2 separate regions of the Capra hircus genome follow, and region 2 is linked to region 1. A link is a contact called in public Hi-C data. All regions are on one chromosome and are shown on one strand. The core of a region is the stretch at or near the end of the contact, and the rest is flanking DNA. Distances in the headings are between cores, read along the strand shown.

Region 1 (2,883 bases), core at 236-2,735:
CCAACTAAAATCAATGGTAGCGACTTTCTGGAGTATTCACTGGGGAAGATCTATGTCTGCCACAGGTGCTGAGTAGGAAGTGTGGCATAAAAGCCAAGTTATAAAAAGAAAGTAACTTTGACGGAACCCTTCCTAGGGGCCAGGTCCTGGGCTATCTGCTTTGCACACACATATTGCAGAGTAATCCTCACAATAACATAGACATCACACCCATTTCATAGATGGAAAAACAAAGAGGGCCCCAAGGTAGTTACAGAACTGGGATTTGAACGGAGTTCTGTGAATATGTGTGGACTTCCCAGGTAACTCAGCAGTAAAGAATCCGCCTGCCGTTGCAGGAGGTGAGATTCGACCCCTGGGTTGAGAATATCTCCTGAAGAAGGAAATGACAACCCACTCCAGTATCCTTACCTGGAAAATCCCATGGACAGAGGAGCCCGGTGCTATGGTCCACGGGGTGGCCAAGAGTCACACACAGCTGAGCGAGTGAGTACACACACACACAAATGAATATGTAACAACGAGGCTGATCCCGGTGGCCTTTGAACTGTGTTTCTTGGGGCCGAGGTTTCCTCAGAGGTCGCTGGAGGAGCTGGTGTGGGTGGTGGCAGTTCTGGGAGGCCCCAGGGTTGAGTCGAGGCTGTTTCCCGGCAGTTCCCATCACCTTTCGTCCCCACACGGGGCTGGGCAGACACTCCTCTTGGAGACAGCATTCCTGGGCCTGGAGCGTTTTGGGTCACGTGGTGCCATGCCATCTCCCTGACAGATGTGCACCCTCCCCGCTGCTCGGGGACCCCAGAAACTAATCCCCTGGCGTGTGACACACGAAGGGATTAGTGCTGGGAAATCGGAGCCACATCTGGCAGCCTTTGGGGAGCCGGCAGGGAGCTTGTGCAAGGCCACCCTTGTACCCGGGAACACAGGGGCTCCGGGAGGCGCAGGTCGGAGCTGCCCCGTCCTCCTGAGCCTGCCAGGAGAGGGTGAGTCGGGGGCAGGCCCCCAGGGCTCTGACAAGGCTTGTTTCTGAGGCTTGAAGCGGGAGGAGGAGCTGGAGGTAGAGACAGTGGCAGGGAGAGTGACCAACTGTCCCGGTTCCCCCGGACGGAAGGGGTTTGGGGCTTTCGTGCTGAAATCAGGACAGACAGGACAGGCCTGGGCAACCAGGGTTTTCCCTGAGTTTCCTTCCCCTTGCCTTTGAGGCGGAGCTTCGTGAAATGGGGATCCTTGCCCTGGTGAGCCTCGTAGTGTTGGTGGGCGGGGGAGAAAACGTGGGAGACATATTCATGTCTGGAAACCGCGAGGGCTCCTGGGTGTTCGTCTTCCCTCCTCGTCTTCTGGCATTCCTCCAGCTCCCTCTTCTCTTTTCCAGCCTCCAGGAACTCTCTTCTCTCCACTGACTCAATTTCCCCACTCACAGCGTCTCCTGGACTATAGATCTGACTCCTCAAGGGCTGGAATCTTTCACGGCATGGAGAGAGTGAAGACCCAGGTGAGGCATAGCCCCATGAAGCCTTGCTTCACATATTGACCTAACTCATAAATCACCCCCACATCACCTTCCTTGTCATCACTCACATTTCTAGAGTTTGCACCACAGGCCGGCAAACATTTCATGTGTTTTCTGGGTATTAACTTATCAAATTCTCAAAACAAACCAGAAATGGAGCCTCCTCTTTTTCTGTCTCAGAGACCCTGACTGGAGTGTCCCCCAACTCAGTCCCAACCACCTGTTCAATGAAACTTTCCCCCTGCTCCCACCCTGAGGCTGAGCAGCGGCATCCCAGAGCCCCCAAGAGCCCTGTGGCATGATCTGTTTACATCTCTTTCCCAGAGGAATTATTATAACAGCGTCAGCTACCAGTTTGTGAGTAGCTAGTTTTGAGGGGCTTTGCCTACATTTTCTCAGTTCAGTTCAGTTCAGTCGCTCAGTCGTGTCCAACTCTTTGCCATCCCATGGTCTGCAGCAAGCCCAGGCTTCCCAGTCCATCACCAACTCCTGGAGTTTACTCAAACTCATGTCCATTGAGTCAGTGATGCCATCCAACCATCTCATCCTCTGTCATCATTCCCTTCTCCTCCTGCCTCCAATCTTTCCCAGCATCAGGGTCTTTTCAAATGAGTCAGTTCTTTGCATCAGGTGGCCAAAGTATTGGAGTTTCAGATTCAGCATCAATCCCTCCATTGAATATTCAGGACTGATTTCTTTTAGGATGGACTGGTTGGATCTCCTTGCAGCTCAAGGGACTCTCAAGAGTCTTCTCCAACAGCACAGTTCAAAAGCATCAATTCTTCGGCATTCAGCTTTCTTTATAGTCCAGCTCTCACATCCATACATGACCACTGGAAAAACCAGTAGTTTTCTCAGTTACCCTCCCCTAAAGTCTATGAGGTGTAGGAATGATGGCTGTGCCCATTATGCAGACAAGGAAACTGAGACTTGCAGAGGGGAAGTCGTTTGTCCACAGCTTGTCCACAGCTAAAAAGGGCAGAGCCAGAATCAAGTCCCAGGGCCCAGAGCCCTTGTGTCTGACCTCCAACCACCCTGCTGGCTCCACAAGGGACAGATGTGAGCCAAAGGGAGTAGTGCTGGGCCCCACACACAGCCAGCCCCTGGGGATTATATTCTGATTGAATAACTAACTGGGCCAGGAGGTCTGCCCCAGAGTAGCCAACGAGGAGAAGAGAACTGAGAGTCTCTGGGCTGCAGACCACCTGGAGAAGAAGCTGAGTAAACTGTGTTATGGCTGGGATTTGGGAGAGTTTGGCTCTGAGTCCCTACTCCACGAGCATCTTCCAGCTGGGATGGGAGAGGAGAGATGCCCTATGGCCATTTCAAGTCACAGTGTGAGCAGCCGGGGAGCACGTTTAGACGCTAGACACGGA
Region 2 (2,883 bases), core at 189-2,688, 190 kb before region 1:
TGTTTAGGGGAGAGAAATATCTGTCCCCTTGAAATAGCAGCCCTTGTCCCTAGGTCTCCCAGTTCCTTTCCCCAGATGCCCTCTCCAGATATTTGAAGGAAAACACATGTACCCCTTAAGTCTTTTTTAGACCAGAGTCAATATTCTGGTCCCTTCTACTGCTCCCCCATATAATGTGTTTTTTTGGGATCCCTCTTTCAGCTATTATGTTGCTCGTCCTCCCATGAATGAGTTACATTTTCTCCACGTCATTTTCAAAGTTCTGATCCCAAATGGGACCTCAGACATGGGCAGAATGACTTCACCTCCTTCACTGCATATCGTTGTTGCTTAGTTGCTAAGTCCTACCTGACTCTTTCATGTCCCTCTCTTTCATGACCCCATGAACTGAGGGGGTCACCATTTCCTTCTCCAGGGGATCGTCCCGACCCAGGCATCAAACCTGCGTCTCCTGTGGCTCCTGCACTGGTAGGTGGGTTCTTTACCACCGAGCCACCAGGGAGGCCCCACGTCGTATATGCAGTGCTTCTATGAACGCAGCCGCAAACCCAGTAACGCATCTACGTATGAAGCACTGACCGGTGCGCTTGTGATAGAGAGGGAACAAGCCAGCAACTCCCCTGACTTCCTGGAATTTACGTTCTTCCCACTGAGCTAAGGAAGGAGGCAGAGTCACAGGTCACTTAGCGAACTTCAGACATAATCCTAGACCATCAGAGCTGGTAGGGCCCAATCTCTTCAGGCCCATTTTTATAAATGAGGATCCTGAACCCAGAGAGTGGAAGTGACAGGCCCAAGATTCCACAGTGCGATGGAATCAACGTCTGCCTCTCTCCAAATTTCAGGTGCAGGTGAGCCCTGGGTTCTTAGAGGGGAATGTAGACTGAGATGAAAATGCTTTTACCCTGGAGAATTTGTTTAACGCCCTTCCATCCTCAGAGCAGAAATCCCTCTATTCCAGGTATGACCACCAGGGGGCGGAAGGGCACCAGAGAAACGCACAGAAATCGAAGGCGAGTGGGTGCCTTCCTCACTCAGGGCAATTCTCTGGCAGGAGGGGATAATGAGGTGGGAAGACTGCGTGCTCTGGGACAGCGTCAGGCGGCTGTGTACATTAAAGACATACACAGGGGTGAATTCTGCCTCCTCCAAGGAGACCACATAAGGGAGTTGTTAAAAGCTTGGGCACAGGCATCATGGAGAACTTGGAAGGAAATCGCGCTTCCCTTCGCCACTTTATCATGTCACCTCCCAGACAACTAGCCTCAGGCACGGAGCATGGATGCAAGATGATGTCCTCGCTTCCCAGGGCTCTACACAGCGCCTGAGTTGCCGGTGCTGTCTTCCCGACTGGTCCCTTTTCCAGGTCGGTGGTTAGCAATTCCTCCTGGCAAAGATGTCTCGGTCAGAGGGCAGGCAGAAGGTGAGACTGCCAGAACCTGACAGATGCCCAGCTCAGGCTGGCAGCTCGTTCACCGCGCGTCACACAGAACCGCAGGCGCAAAGGCCCCAGGGCTGGAAACCATGAATATTTGGGTCCATGGGGGCCAAGGATGCCTGAGAGCAAAGAGAGGGTTGGAGAGGTAGGCTGGACCTTGAGGACCACAGCAAATAACTGACTTCAAACTTTATCCTGGGAGCAACAGGGAGCTACTGGAGGTTATTTATCAGGGGAATGACTTGCTTAGCTAAGTGTTGAAAACAGTCACCTGAGCTGTGAAAGGAGGAAGGGAGCTGGGGGCGCCTTGAGACTGAAAAGGAGCCCAACCAGGAGGTTGAGAAGATGAGACCAGACATGGTGATGATGTCGGTGGCTGGCTTTCCACCCACTCAGAACTGATGACCAGCTTGAGTCACTCCACTGACACTGTGTGTCTTACCCAAGAGATGGTTCTCACAGGGGAAGGGACTGCCCCGACAGGAGGAATAAGTTGGTTCCTACAGCATATGTTTCCTAGAAGATCCTTGAGAGAAATAAACAGCTTAGGTTCATGAGAGAGAGGGGATCCTGGCCCAGGGTGGAGGGGAGGGGCCGTGTTGCCTCGAGGTTAGAAATACATGCTAGTGTCAGACACATCTGTCTTATGTCCCAGCCTTGCCACTTCTCAGCTGTGTGACCCTGGACAGATCACTCTGCTTCTCTGATCCTCAGTTTGAAAAGAAAGTGAAAAGTGAAAGTGAAGTCGCTCAGTCGTGTCTGACTCTTCGAGACCCCATGGACTGTAGTCTACCAGGCTCCTCCGTCCATGGGATTTTCCAGGCAAGAGTACTGGAGTGGGGTGCCATTTCCTTCTCCAGGAGATCTTCCCGACCCAAGGAGTAAACCCGGATCTCCTGCTTTGTAGGCAGACGCTTTACTGTCTGAGCCCCCAGGGAAGTCCTTCAGTTTACTCATCCATAAAATGTGATTGCCAACACGGCTTACCCTTTGAAGCTGTTGTGGTGGTTAGGCAAGGTAATATGTGAAGCGCCCAACACGTGGAAGCCCAAGGGGGAGCTTTCCGTTCTCGTTTCCCCTCAAAGACAGTCTTTTGCTGTAGCATAGTAGTCATTCTGGGCTTTCCAGGTGACCCAGTGGTAAAGAATCCACCTGCAATGCAGAAGACGTGAGTTCGATCCCTGGGTTGGGAAGACCCCCTGGAGGAGGGCATGGTAACCCACTCCAGTATTCTTGCCTGGAGAATCCCATGGACAGAGGAGCCTGGTGGGCCACAGTCCATGGGGTCACCTGTCCGACCCCATGGGGGTGGGCTACAGTCCATGGGGTCACAAAGAGTCAGATGCAACTGAGCAACTGAGCACACAGTGGTCATTCTGGCTCTGCAGAACCTCACCGGGCAGAGGTGGCTCCAAAAACAGACCAGCCTGTGCTGCACAACAGAC

The links. Hi-C and Micro-C count contacts between places; a contact is called where the count stands out from the background.
Region 2: a Hi-C map of blood shows a contact between it and region 1, with 4 times the contacts expected there. The contact joins the enhancer-like site here to the promoter of LACTBL1 in region 1. A contact is called at or near these places in 2 of 5 Hi-C or Micro-C datasets (both in blood).

What each region holds. Positions count from the first base shown.
Region 1 is chr2:6,097,776-6,100,658 of ARS1.2, reverse strand. It overlaps LACTBL1 (putative beta-lactamase-like 1), which reads left to right and starts at 1,485. Exons shown (of 7, transcript XM_018067081.1): 1 at 1,485-1,489.
Region 2 is chr2:6,291,141-6,294,023 of ARS1.2, reverse strand. No RefSeq gene overlaps it. Among named protein-coding and RNA genes, the nearest start is that of LUZP1, 6.1 kb to the right of the region's middle. Within about 2 kb of position 1,438, at least 1 of the 5 cell types and tissues checked has an H3K27ac peak or open chromatin away from gene starts, as enhancers often do.